Regions from separate parts of the Sus scrofa genome. Here all the other regions are linked to region 1. Evidence: chromatin contacts called from public HiChIP or PLAC-seq data. All regions are on one chromosome and are shown on one strand. The core of a region is the stretch at or near the end of the contact, and the rest is flanking DNA. Distances in the headings are between cores, read along the strand shown.

Evidence for each region. HiChIP or PLAC-seq counts read pairs in DNA pulled down with a chosen protein or histone mark.
Region 2: an H3K27ac HiChIP or PLAC-seq map of alveolar macrophages shows a contact between it and region 1. The contact joins two enhancer-like sites. A contact is called at or near these places in 2 of 2 datasets of contacts at active chromatin or transcription factors (alveolar macrophages and skeletal muscle).
Region 3: a contact with region 1 is called in an H3K27ac HiChIP or PLAC-seq map of alveolar macrophages. The contact joins two enhancer-like sites. A contact is called at or near these places in 2 of 2 datasets of contacts at active chromatin or transcription factors (alveolar macrophages and skeletal muscle).
Region 4: an H3K27ac HiChIP or PLAC-seq map of alveolar macrophages shows a contact between it and region 1. The contact joins two enhancer-like sites.

Annotation. Positions count from the first base shown.
Region 1 is chr1:225,683,553-225,686,949 of Sscrofa11.1, forward strand. No RefSeq gene overlaps it. Among named protein-coding and RNA genes, the nearest start is that of ZFAND5, 24 kb to the right of the region's middle. Within about 2 kb of position 2,004, at least 6 of the 83 cell types and tissues checked have an H3K27ac peak or open chromatin away from gene starts, as enhancers often do. A contact at or near this core is called in alveolar macrophages, where this site is marked.
Region 2 is chr1:225,891,740-225,895,222 of Sscrofa11.1, forward strand. All of the region lies in intron 2 of TMC1 (transmembrane channel-like protein 1), which reads left to right. Among named protein-coding and RNA genes, the nearest start is that of TMC1, 180 kb to the left of the region's middle. Within about 2 kb of position 1,267, at least 5 of the 83 cell types and tissues checked have an H3K27ac peak or open chromatin away from gene starts, as enhancers often do. A contact at or near this core is called in alveolar macrophages, where this site is marked.
Region 3 is chr1:225,813,026-225,816,419 of Sscrofa11.1, forward strand. The region is part of intron 2 of TMC1 (transmembrane channel-like protein 1); the gene reads left to right. Among named protein-coding and RNA genes, the nearest start is that of TMC1, 100 kb to the left of the region's middle. Within about 2 kb of position 1,891, at least 46 of the 83 cell types and tissues checked have an H3K27ac peak or open chromatin away from gene starts, as enhancers often do. A contact at or near this core is called in alveolar macrophages, where this site is marked.
Region 4 is chr1:225,868,242-225,871,537 of Sscrofa11.1, forward strand. All of the region lies in intron 2 of TMC1 (transmembrane channel-like protein 1), which reads left to right. Among named protein-coding and RNA genes, the nearest start is that of TMC1, 160 kb to the left of the region's middle. Within about 2 kb of position 1,825, at least 1 of the 83 cell types and tissues checked has an H3K27ac peak or open chromatin away from gene starts, as enhancers often do. A contact at or near this core is called in alveolar macrophages, where this site is marked.

The DNA.
Region 1 (3,397 bases), core at 754-3,253:
CACTGGTAGCAAAATTGATCCATGATATTATAGATCCCAGCCACCACTTACAACTTTTTCTCTGTGATAACTCATCATTTGAGGGATGCGTAGATGAGTATGTAGAGTTTATTTTTACACAGTAAGATGTCTTCATTGCATTTAGGTCTAGGTACACACACACACACACACACACACACACACACACACACACGTGTGTTCCAAAGACAAGCTCCTTTTGTAATAGGGAACTATGTAGTGAAACTTAGGTGGGAGTTCCCAGCCTTGGGTCACTACCTAGAAAAAGAAGAAATGCAAGAAAAATTTCACAGATATGATGCTCAATTTGCTGGAGAAAAATCTCACACTGGGAGTTCTCATCATGGCTCAGCGGTAACCAACGCAACTAGTATCCATGAGGTTGTGGGTTCAATCCCTGGCTTTGCTCAGTGAGTTAAGGATCCTGCGATTCAACCCCTAGCCTGGAAATTTACGTATGCCATGGGTGCAACCATAAAAAGACAAAAAACAAAATGAAATGAAAATACCACACTGAATGTTTTAGAGCCCCTTTATTTCTCTGCGAATCCTTTATCATGATATTTTATTACATCAGTTGCCTGTCCTTTTAAACAATGGTTCTAGTATTCCCCAGGCCTAGGATAATTGTCTGTTTCTTGAGATCAGAAGAAGCAATTATTTCACTTTAGGAAAGGCTTGGAATGTGAGAGAAGCTGGTTTCAACATCGGTCTCCTCTCCTTTCAACTTTTCCCACCCCTCATTCCTACAAAGGGATATGCACCAAAAAAAGTCCCCTGCCATTTCAGTCAACAAAGGATGACTGAACACAAGCCATCAACCCTTGCAGCCATGCCTGATGGCATGCACTGAGGGGAATTTAGGATGGAGAGAAATCTGGTCCTAAATAATTAAGATGCGAATCAAAGGAATGATTTCAATAAGATCGTGGTGAAGCTGAAATGAATCCAACTAGGAACCATGAGGTTTTGGATTTGATCCCTGGCCTTGCTCAGTGAGTTAAGGATCCAGCATTGTCGTGAACTGTGGTATAGGTCACAGACACGGCTCAGATCCCGTGTTGCTATGGCTATGGTGTAGGCCAGCAGCTGTAGCTCTGATTCGACCCCTAGCCTGTGAACTTTAGTATGCCGTGGGTGTGGCCCTTAAAAGCAAACAAAACAAAACTCAGACTCTTGCTTATTCCCATACATGGAAAAGCACTAAAATCATTAGCCTGAGATATCCGTTTTTTGTGATTAGCCTTAACCTTTTGATGTTTCACTACATGGTTTTTTTTTCAGCAAAAATTCGTAAGTGCCCTAGCTCCTCCCTTACCTCTTTGGACCATTTCCTCAGAGCTTTCTGAGAGGCTGTCTCCAAGGCTATAGTTCTCAATAAGTTTCCCGCATAAAATGTAATTCTCAACTTTTAAATTGTGCATTTTTCTTCTCTGTTGACAGAGATTATTCTTGCTCTTCAACATCTCTGGGGTCAGACTTTCAATGTAGGAGGGAAGTTTGGGAGAGCTTGTTAACATATGCAGAAATGATTTGCCTCATTCAGAATTCTAATGGAATCTAGTCTTTCCTATGTATATCATATACATATTCACCAATAATTACTGTTATGCAAAGCCACATAAAGAAGAATGGGCATCACTAGGATTCAATGTCACATAAAGACCCATTCTCCTTTATGTAGTCTTGTGCCCTTTACAACTTTTCCCCAAAGCCCAAATGTGAGGACTTTTGCCTCAGCATGTTGTGACTTGTTCTAGCCATTAACCCAGGTTAAGTTTTTCTTTTCTCAATCTGAACTAACCATCTGCCTCCTTTCATATTTGGAAGCATCTTAACTCTCATTCTTGTTAGATAATCATAAAATACCCAGGATATTGCCCAGTTGATAATTTGTCTTTGGGCTTCTTTGCATCCTACTGATTAAGGTCAGAAGCTACTGGTCTTAAAGTTCCTGCTATTGCGCAGCTAGTTCAGATCTGATGTTGTCTCTGTGGCCGTGCTGGTTCAATCTCTGACTGGGTGTGGTGGGTCAAAGGATCTGGTACGGCTATAGCTGCAAGTGGGTCAAAGGATTTGGTCTTAGGTCACAGCTCGAGCTCGGATTCAATGCCTGGCCCGGCAACTTATATGATGCGGGTGCAGCCATTAAAAAAAAAAAAAAAAAAAAAAAAAAAAAAGCAAGCTACTGGTCTCATTTTCTCTCTGACTGCTTTGTTCTAACACCTACTACAGGTGTTCACTTATTAAATTGTTATAAATTCCTTTGGCTGAATTTGTTCAAAGAAAAAAACTAATACTTCATTTGCATATTAACCTGTGATTTCTTAGGCAGTATAAGATTTAAAAGACATTTTTAAAGTCATGCACATCATCTTTGTTTATAAACCTTAAAAAATTAATTTCAGTATTGTATTTTATTTAGCCTCAGGTCCTCTGTAAAAATATCAACAAATAACCCTGTGGAAGACAATGGGAAGACAGATTTTCTTAGGTTTGTTTATTGGATTATCTTTAATAGCCCTGTTTTCTTATTTATTTGCTAGGGCTCAAACACAGTAAAATCATCATTAATTAAAATGCACAGGGCACTCACAGGGTAAATAAAACAGAGTGGAGAGGGCAGCCTCAACTTCATATATTGTGAGGCAGTTTAGGTTAAAAGGAAAGACATGTTCTCTATCTTGGAAATGAAAGAGGAAATGCTTTTGCTACCCAGTTAAAAGCAAGGAAATATGAAGCCACTGATATTTCAAAAGAAAGGTCTTTTTCAAGCCCCTCTGAGGGTTAATTTTATGACAAAATGAAAGATTATCCTCTGCCATCTGTCACTGAAATCCAGTTTCTATTCTGTATCTAAGCCTCAGAGCAGAGAAAAAGTAAAAGAAATTGAGACACAAATGTTCTAGGAGGTATTTCACAACAAGTTTATTTCTCATTTGTCTTCATCATAAAGATTTCAAGATTGAAACATTTAATAGACCTCTCACTGACAGCTGATGGGAAGATTAGTGATCAAAGGTTGGAGATATTTGGAAAAGGAATGTGTTCTTCTGTGGGGATTGATGGGAAAATGAGGAGGAGAGAGAACCTAAAGTCCCCAAATGGAGACTGATTAAACTAAAAGCCCAAGAAGCTGCTGTGGGGGAAGGCAGCATCCTTTATCGATCCAGGGAAAGGCAGGTGGCCCTTCAGAAAAATGTGTAGTAGCCAAGTGGCCCTCTTGAGAAAGTCCATAGTAAGAGGTTTCTCATAGGTGCGGGGCTTGGCTCTGAGGAGAGAACATTTGTCAGTGAAACAATCCGTGTGAGGAAATCGTGGCCTTTATGAAGAAACAGGGTATTCAAAACGTAATTCCTCTGGTTCTGTCAGAGTCATT
Region 2 (3,483 bases), core at 17-2,516, 210 kb after region 1:
TTTCTGGGCCTTTTAATTCCATAGGTCTGGGTTGGGACCTGAGAACATGCATTTCTGACCAGTTCTCTGGAGATGCTAATCATGCTAGTTTGGTGATCACTGATCTAGAGAAAAGCTGTCAGATTTGGTAGATAAAATGAACAGAATTTGATGGTAGATGGTCTGTGCAGCTAAGGATGAGGGGGACTGTAAGGACTCTTCAGTTTTCTGAATTTTGCAACTGAATGTGTGGGTTGTGCCATTTATTGATATCCAGGGAACAGCCACCCAGAAGGGACATGAATGCATGTATTTAAGGGTGTCTTTGAAACAACTAAGTGAATATATCAAGTAGGGACTTGGGAGAACTTGAGGGAAGGTGATTAGAGCTATAAATTTTAAAATTATTGTATAGATAATCACTGAAAGGACTTATCAGTGGGACCACTCAGCTTTGCAACATTTTTTTTTAACTCTTATCCTTAATTTCAAAGCTCTGACTTCTCTTTTTGTTAGCCTTTCCAAAGTGTCATAACCCTTCCAGCCTCAGTGCCTCCTTAAGTTCCATTCCTTCTGTTTGGAAGAATGCTTCCTCCCAGGCCTTCACATTTAGCTTCTTTTGCCCCTTTAGATCCCACCCCTCAGGCTTGGTCATTAGCAACCAGGAACCTTTGTTCTCTGATTTATAGCACAAATCAGAGTTGGTGGTTATGTGTTTATTTGTGTGATTATTTTCTAAAAGGTCATCTCTCCTGCTAGATTCCAAGAAAACACCACTGCATCCTGAGGGTTTCTCTCAATCTTATCACACTTCAGGAAATCCTCTGAGACAGTTGTTAAATGTCCAGCAGGTCTTTTACAGAGATGGTAGTTGTTAAAACAGATAATTTCTCAGGAACAGGGAGAAGCAGTTCTTTGTGAAGCAGTTGCTAGTGTTTTTTCAGTAATGAGATTAAGTTTTGTAGGACTCCTCCGGCTGGGTGAATCAGCAACAGCGGCATCTGGTGGAAGTTAAGTGATGCAACAACTATGACCTGTCTGGGCTTAAGGTTGTTTTAAACAAATGCTGCTTTGGGAGAAAAGACTCTCTCTCTCTTTTTTTTTTTTCCAACCCTTAAAAATATGAGTAATATTTGTTAAAGGGAAGATGAACTATCTTTTTGAGAGAGCTAGCTGGAATAATTGGATATTGAAAAGTGTTTGGTTTTCAAAGAGGAGAGGCACTGTAATTTAGAAGGGTTTATTCAAAGAACACTTATGGTAGGAAATAAGGAAGTTAGAGATCTCCACCCAGAACCAGCATCACAGAAAAACAGGAACAGGCGTATAGTTGGGTTTCTCAGATCTATTTGCATTTTGGAACTGACAGGTCAGCGAGGATATTGTTCATCTCTAGCCTGTTGTCTTGTAGCTTCCTTGGTGGCAGATGCAGGCCTCCATTACTTTCTCTGCTCTGTTACACTGCTATGGGCCTTCTTCCTGCAGAAGCATGGTGTTACTAAAATGATGATATCAGAGACTGCCCAATATGGTGGGGTGAAGGTATGAAATAATTTTTCTTTATTTCCAATTTTTTCTCAGAATGGGGAAGGCTTTTTAATTCTGCTATAGAAAATGAAAACTGAGGAGTTCCCGTCGTGGCACAGTGGTTAACGAATCCGACTAGGAACCTTGAGGTTGCAGGTTCGATCCCTGGCCTTGCTCAGTAGGTTAAGGATGTGGCATTACCGTGAGCTGTGGTGTAGGTTGCAGACATGGCTCAGATCCCACATTGCTGTGGCTCTGGCATAGGCTGGTGGCTGTAGCTCCGATTAGACCCCTAGCCTGGGAACCTCCATATGCCGCAGGAAGCGGCCCTAGAAAAGGCAAAAAAAAAAAGAAAATGAAAACTGTGACTGTAGCCCACAATTTATGAAATTGATTTCGCAATGTGTAGCTCTCCTCTACTTCTAATTCAACTACTCTTGCCACTATCAGCAGACCTACTGATGGACTTGAAGCCAAGTGGGTTGACTTCCCTGGATATGATATTCCTATGGGACAGAGCTTTTTGTATCCAGCTGCTTCACAGACAGTTGCCCAACATGCATCTTGTTTGCTCAGAGATCTTGTGCCCTCTCTTATTCCATTCACCTATCACCACTGTTGGGGAGTCATGTAATACAGAAGCTAATCACTGTACCAGTTAAGAATTTTTGATTCAAATCGCTTAAATTGTAAGGGAATTTATTTCTTATTTAACTGGTAAGTCTAGCAATGGAATGGCCTTCCAGTAGGAGATGATTCAGTGGTTCAATGATATCAAAAACTCTATTTATTTTTCCACTTTGCTATCTACAATGTTGGCTTCATCCTAAGATTGTCTTCCCTTGTTGTCATAGGTTTTGCATCAGTCAGGATCAGCTAGATTATGCTCTAGTAATGTTATGGACTGAATGCTTGTATACCCCCAAATCTTTCTGTTGAAGCCCCAGCGCCCAAATGAGATAGTATTAGGAGGTAGGGCCTTTGGAAGCAAACTAGAGAGTAGAGTCCCACGATGGAATTAGTGTCCTTATAAGAAGAGGAAGAAACACCAGCGTTTCCTCTCTCTGTCCTGAGAAGACATAGTGAGAAGGCAGCCATCTACAAGCCTGGAAGAGTGTTCTCACCAGACACCAAATCTGATCAACAAATACATTTTGTTGTTTAAATCACCCAGTCTATGGTATTTTGCTCTGGAAGCCTGAGCTGACTAATAATAGAACTCGGTACGGTGAAGTGGGGTGCTGTGGAAATGGCTTTGGTACTGGGTACTGGGTAGAAAATGGAAGAGTTTTGAAATGCATGCCAAAAAAGCCAAGATTACCATGAAGGGATTGTTCAAGGTAATTCTGGTGAGAACCCAGATAGGAAAGAGGAGTGCCCTGAAGAACGCTTCCTTTTTCATAAGGCATAATAAATGAATGTGAATAGAATGATAGAAATAGAGATGGTAAAAGCCATTCTGATGATGTCTCAGACGGAAATGAGGAACTTGTTATTGGACAATGGAGAATGGCAGTCCTTGTTGAAAAGTTGCAAAGAACTTGACTGAATTTTGTTCGCAGTCCAGTGTTTTGCAGAAGGTAGAAGCTGTTGAGTGATAAACTGGGTATTTAACTGAGGAGCTTTCTAAATAAAATAATGAAGGACTGGCTTGGTTTCCCTGACTGTTTATAGTAAAACACAAGAAGGGTGGAATGAGTCATAGAAGGAATTATTAAGTAAAAAAGAACCAGAATTTTAAAGATTTTGAAAACTCTCAGTGTATCTCTGTTGCAGAGAGCACCAAGGATGTGGTGGAATAGTCATTTGATAGGTTAGTATGATGTGAACCACGGATCTAATCAGCCACCGCAGAGGAAACTCTGCCAGTTTGAACTGAAGGGGATGGCTGTGGGACTTCTTAGATCCTATAGGACTGGACCACAATGCTGTGTGACTGAAAGTGTGCTATTCTTCAGGAAAAAGGAAGAATAACCC
Region 3 (3,394 bases), core at 641-3,140, 130 kb after region 1:
TTTTATAAAACTCTTAGACAATTATAATCTCTCCTTTAGTTAAGAACTGCAGTGTAGAGGCCTAGTTTTAGAGATAAGTTAATGTTACCTGATTCCTCTGAAGGTCAAGGTCCCCATGAATAGTGCTCTCATAGAGATAAAGAAATAAAGAGGCTGTTCCACTTATTGTGACTACCCAAATTACTTCCAAACTAACTGTGATAAATCAACCATTAATGATGCTCACAGATTCTGTGGGTCAGGAATTCAAACAAGGCTTGAAGTGGATTACTTACTCTACATCATGAAGTCTGAGACCTTGGGTGGAAAACTTGAAAGCTGGGGCTGGGATTAGCTGAGGTTCATTCACTAATATATCTGATGCTGATGTGGTTGTCGACTGAGACCTTAGCCCAGGCTGTCAGCTGGTACATTGTCTATATATGACCTCTCTATGGGTTCTGGGATTCCTTACAACAAGATGGCTGAGTTTCAATAACAAGAGTACCAACAAGGCAGAAATTATATTGCCTTCCCGAACTAGCCCTGGAAATCATGCAGCAGCATTTTTGTTGCATTGGCACATTAGAGGGAAGTCACTAAAGTGAACCATATTCAAAGGAGACAAATTAAGCTCTTTTTTTTTTTTTTTGTGGAAGAAGTGTCACAGGATTTGCAGGTCTATTTTAATTTTTTAATTATTTGTTTATTTATTTATTTAATCTTTTTGGGGCCACACCCGTGGCAATGGAGGTTCCCAGGCTAGGGGTCAAATCAGAGCTGTAGCCGCTGGCCTACATCACAGTCACAGCAACTGGGGAACCAAACCACATCTGTGACCTACACCACAGCTCATGGCAAGATCCTTGACCCACTGAGTGAGGCCAGGGATTGAACCTGCATCCTCATGGATGCTAGTCAGATTTGTTTCCGCTGAGCCATGACGGGAACTCCCTGCAGGTCTATTTTAAAACTATCACAGGTGCTGTGGAAAAAAACAATATAATAATAATAATAATAATAACAATAATATACAACGTTATTGGGCACTTATGTGCCAGATTCTTTTCTGAACATTCTATGTAAATTATCACAGTCCTCTCACAACCCTATAAGATAGACAATATTATAATCTCTATGTTTAAGATAAGGAATCTAAGCTTGCCTAACTTGCCTAAACTGAAACTTGCCAGAAGATTAAAACCCAGCAGCCTTGCTCCAGAAATATTTTCTTATTCACTACTACATGCTACATAACCAAGAGCTGTGAAGTCTAGGCCAAAGCACTAATTATACTCCAAGTGTTTTCTATGCTCAAGACCATTCTGAGGAAAAATGACTTCTCATCTTGTCTTTCTAGTCTATCCTGATTGACCAGGGAAGGACCTCTTTCTGTAGCCATCATCTGTATTAACCCTAAGGTCTGGAGGCAGAGCGCTATAGAACTGCTGGAGGGTTACATCAGATCCTTCCACCCAGAAATTGAATGTAAGTCTATCTACGGGTAGTCAGTTGTTTGTCAGTGGGCAGAAAACAGGAGACACACAGAAAGTAAGTCAGGAAGCCAACATAGGAAGCAGAAACTCTGGGAAACAGGAATTAAAAGCAGACAGGAGAATAAAGAGATGTGTATTTATATAAACAAAAGCAGTAAAAGCAAAGCCAGAGAAGAGAGTAGTTAGTGCCCATAGTACTAAAGGACTAGAGCAGACAGACAGACAGATGCTGATGTCTAAGACACGTTTGCCAGAGTGAAAGTGGCAGGCTGAGTATATATTTACTAGAACTGCTCTTACGTATCTGCAGTGTTTAGCTCTCAGTGAAATTTGTCTGTGCTGCCACTGGAGTTCCCCTGCCCCCCATGCATCCTCATTATCTGAAGTAATGTCAGCCTCTCTCTTTCTGTTCTTTACACTCAAATGCCCTCATTCACTGACTGTGCCACTAATGAGTCATGTGGTCTGGGATAGGTCACTTCCCTGTTTGCTTTGGTTTTCTCATTGATAAGATATGCATTGGATGATTTCCAGCTCCGAAATTTATTATTCTGAACTTTGGCATGAAGAGGGTCACAGTTGGATTGCAAAGTCATGGCAATTCCCCCACCCTTGTTATTCCCGACTTCCTTTTCAACAACAGTGACTTAATCTCAAGAATTCTGTCTCATAAGAAATCCAACTGCAGTGCCAGGGTGCAAATTAGCTGTGCAGCCTCCTGGCAGCCCCCATGCGGGCTCCCCCAGCTCTGTGTGGTATTTTCTGTTGAGCCAGCAGGCATGTGTTTGCTGACCCTGTCTTCTCTCATTTCACAAGAGGCCTCGTTTGCTGGAGAGAGATGAAAATAAACTATGGGAAGTTGCAAACACGTTGATGGGAACTGAGGCAAAACGTAGAAAGGCCTCTGGTTTTGTGTGGTCAGAGGTGACGGTAACTTCTGGCCAGGAAGGAAATTGGGAAGGAATGGTTGTACAGATTATACTTAAAATTCTGTTTCATCTCAAGCAGAATTTGTAGTAGAACAGACCAACATTTGCATTTCAGAGAAATGAAAAAGACAGAATTTTGGACCTGGAAGGGCCCACAAGTACTCTTGTGTTAACCTCTACCTCTTACACACTTCCATCCACCCTTTCCCTACATGAGTTTGAATTTGGAGGAAATCATAGGCAGAGCTCCAGATGGAACATTTGGAGACCTGGAAATAGTTTTGGCTCTGAGGTCAGCTTACTGTGTGACTGTGAACAAGAATTTCTTGGGGTTCTCAGTTTTTCCATTTGTATATTAAAGATGGTACTTTCTGTCTTTTGCTTATGTCACTAGAATTTTGTGCCAATTAATGAGATATTAGTCTCTATTTTCCTCGTTTCCCCCACTTTGTACTAAACTAAATGTTTAGGGAGAGGTACAGGTTAACTCTTTCAAACCTCCAGGGAATTGTTTTATGAATCACTAGTGTATTGAACTAAATATTATCCTCGTATGGTCCATTTAGAGAGAAGAGCACCAGAAATGCATTGAATAGTCTGAATGTTACCCTAGAGAGCTGAAAGAGTTAATGTGCTTGCTTCTGGTAGGGCTGATTTGATGCCAAGATATGACATAAGACATAGGAGAAAGAGAAGGCTAAAATATCTTTACTTGAGGGAAAATTTAGCAATCCATTAGTAACAACTGGATCATACTTCCCTTTTACTGCCTCTTTCCCTGCCCAGTCACACACACACACACACACTCACACTCACACTCCCATATCTTGGTATCATACTACTGACTGGAATGGGGACGTCAAACTGAGCTGAGTGGAAAAATGCTTTGAATTCTTATGAAAGAAATAAATACACCTCTCTCTGAATTGTCTGTTTGTATTCCACATTGGATGGTGGCATTTTTTTCCTCTCTTTTCTCCCCCTATTCAC
Region 4 (3,296 bases), core at 575-3,074, 180 kb after region 1:
CTGGCATTAGCCTAAACATTTGGGGGAGGGGGAGAAATATGTCCTTGGGGCATAGATTCTCTAGTGAAGGGTTTCCATCTCTTTAAACATACACTCCTAAAGGTATAATGGAAAGAACATTGAAGAGTCAGGAGACTTGGCATCTATTTCTGACTTTGCCACTTTGTGGGATGGGCACATCTTAACACTTTCTGAGCTTCAGCATCTTCATTTGCAAAGGTTGATGGTTGCATATAATTATTTCTGACTTTAATAAAAAATAAATCCAATATATATTTGAACACCAGCTACTTTCATGTATATTTTTGCATTCAATATGAATTGATGATAAAAAAAAAGAGTCATGTTACCCATTATTTACTAATGAGAAAACTAAGGCTCAGAGAATTTAAGAGATTTACTCAGTATCAGGCAGTTAGTGAGCACTTCTGAGGCAAGATCTTCCTTTATCCAATGTCCTTTCCATAATATTCTACTGCTGCTAAACAATTTTTGTTATTTGGCTAGAGGAACATGACAGATAGATATATCTTAAACACTAAAACTACCTACTATTCCTTACCTCATGCAGAAACATAGGAGGATGAGCAACTTTGACTAAGAATTTAATGAAGTCTCAAGGACAAGTAATCCCAAAACTTTGGCTGCTTGGTATCCGGAAAGTGGCCATGAAGAGGTAACTTGGCAACAGGACCTTTCTTATTCCTGACAAAACTTAAGAAGCACAATTTGAAAGCTGAGGAGAAAATGGAACCCTGAGTCTATTGTATTAAGAGTGGTGCCTTGTAAAGTATGAAATAGTTTAGCTTTTTCCTTATCATTTTATGGACTCTATATATTTGAGAATTAGTATTTGTCCTTTGGAGACGTGCGTACTAATTCATACTGGATGTGAGATCTGAAAAGAGACTAGTTGCTTGAAAAATCCCTTCTGTGCTCCCTCATCTACTCTCAACTCTTCTGAAGTCCCTGGGGAGCTAAGGGCCATCACTGTATTTTTTCCAGAAGTCCTCAGGAACAATTCTATAAGGAATGGTTTAGGCTTTGCAGTGGATATAGGACTGGAGTGAGTGGGCTGGGGAGAAGAGAGACCAATCTTATGGGTTAGGGGAGGAGATGGAGAGTGGACCACAGATGTTAAAAGAACAGGTCCTTTATGGAAAGTGACTCTTGACAATGCTAGAATGGAAAGGAAGGAGAAGCAGTTTAGAAATAGGAAAAACCCTCAAGGAAGTCCCACTGTGAACAGCTAACAATTCTGGAGTCCTTAGACTCAAATAGTTTAAGGACTTAGACTTAAAAACAAAAAGCTTATTAAGTTTTAGTTTCTTCTCCCTACCTTGTTGATTCTGCCACAGACATATCTTTCAAATTGATTCCATCTTATTCTCTCTAATATGCTGCTACTATTTTAGTCTAGGACTGCTTTCCTCTTTCCTAAAGTTACTGCCACAGAATTCTACCTGAACTCCCAGCACCAAGTACTCAGTCATTTTTATCTCTTAAAGCATTCCACATAATACAGCTAGAGAAATCTAAAATGCAAATCAGATCTGGTTGCATCCCAGTCTCAAACCCTTTCATTGCTCTCCACTTTGCCCTTGTGATCTCTAGTGTAGTGCATGAGTCCCTTTCTGATTTTTCTGCTTATTTCTCTTGCCTCAGGCCTCACCACCCTTCACCTCACAAATGATGTCCCAGCCGCAATGAGTTCCTTGTAGGACTTTGTTACCCTTCTTCTCTGTCCTCAAGGCTGTTCTCTCTGATATGAGATTCCTCTTTCACCTTCCCATAGCGACTTCCTCTAAACTTTCCCCTGAATAATATGTAAGTAATTCTTTAGATTTCAAAGAAGACGTCACTTCCTCTGAGAACATTTCCCCAACCCTTCATTATAAACATGTTCCTCTTTAAGTTCCCATAGCCCCTGGTGATCACTTCATAGTAGGATTTATCATACTTTGTTGTGGTAGCCTGTTTATGTGTCTGTATTCTCCAGTATAAACTTCTGGAGTATAAAGTCTTTTTTGTTCATGATTATAACTTCTCAAGTATAAAGTCTTTTTTGTTCATGATTATAACTCCTTTCCCCAGGATGGTTTTAGATGTTTAACACTTCAGATATTTAACTTTTTTTTTGCAAGTTTGTCCTTCTTTCCTTTCTATGGAGGAAATAAATGGTTTTTTAGTATTATCCACAAAATAGCTCTCCAGCTAAAGATAGTTAAGATGTCTAGCTGTCTTATTTTGCCTAAAACAATTCTGCCTCTTGAATCTTTCTTCATTAATCAAGACTTTATCCTGGAGCACCCAAATTTGATCGTTATCTTCTGGAACATCCCAGTCCTAGATTCTGTTTTATTCCATAGATTAAATTTACCCTTGGGTCAAGTTTCCTTATCTGTGACCTGTGAAAATAGGATTTGGGATTGAAAACCTGTAAGAGGTTGGAAGTAGGAGAGGGGAAGAAGAAGGTATGGGTTTGTATGATTATTAATGCTTTGGGAAATTTTTTGTGGATCTTGAGACATGCTTAGGATCTCCCAGATAAAAATGTTTAGATCTTGTGCTTTGTAAACTTTCCTCAAGTTTACTGCTCCTCTTCCAAACCTCGAGCTGATTTTCTCGCTTCAACATGTTGCCCTCTGACCCACGCTCAGTCACAAAGCTTTATCTGTGGAGAAAATATATTCCTTGACACAATAGAGGCAGGAATTCCTACCCTAACCATGTTTCTTTTACTTCTGTCTCTGTCTAAATTCTCCCCTTTCCAATTAAAATGGAAACTATACTAGAACCATATTCTAGTGTGGTTATGATCAGAACAAAAATAAAACAAAAGGATTGCTTCAGGCATAGAAGCTTATGCTGTAAGATTCAGTTATTATAAATAAATATTTTTAACCCACATTCTTAAATATTTTGGGTCTTTAGAACTTTGTTCATTTTTCATAATTATGCAATATCTCTTAGCTCAGTGGATTCTAAAAGGGTTGGTTAGCATTCTGATCCAAGATGGTGAACTGAACATTTGTATTTACTAATTGTGCTTCACCACACCTCCCTGAAATAAAAGTATAGAAGTACAAAATTAATTAAACCTATACAGCAAAGGAGAGGAAAGAGATCTTATCAACAGATAAGAGATTGTCCCTCAATATTTTTAGAAAATAAAAGGTAGGTTGAATAGTAGGATATAGAATTATCAGGCGTGTTTGGGAAAGCCAACTGCATGAACAAGACAATCCCTCCAGGAGTTCCCTGTCTGTATCCATGAGAATGTGGGTTCTATCCCT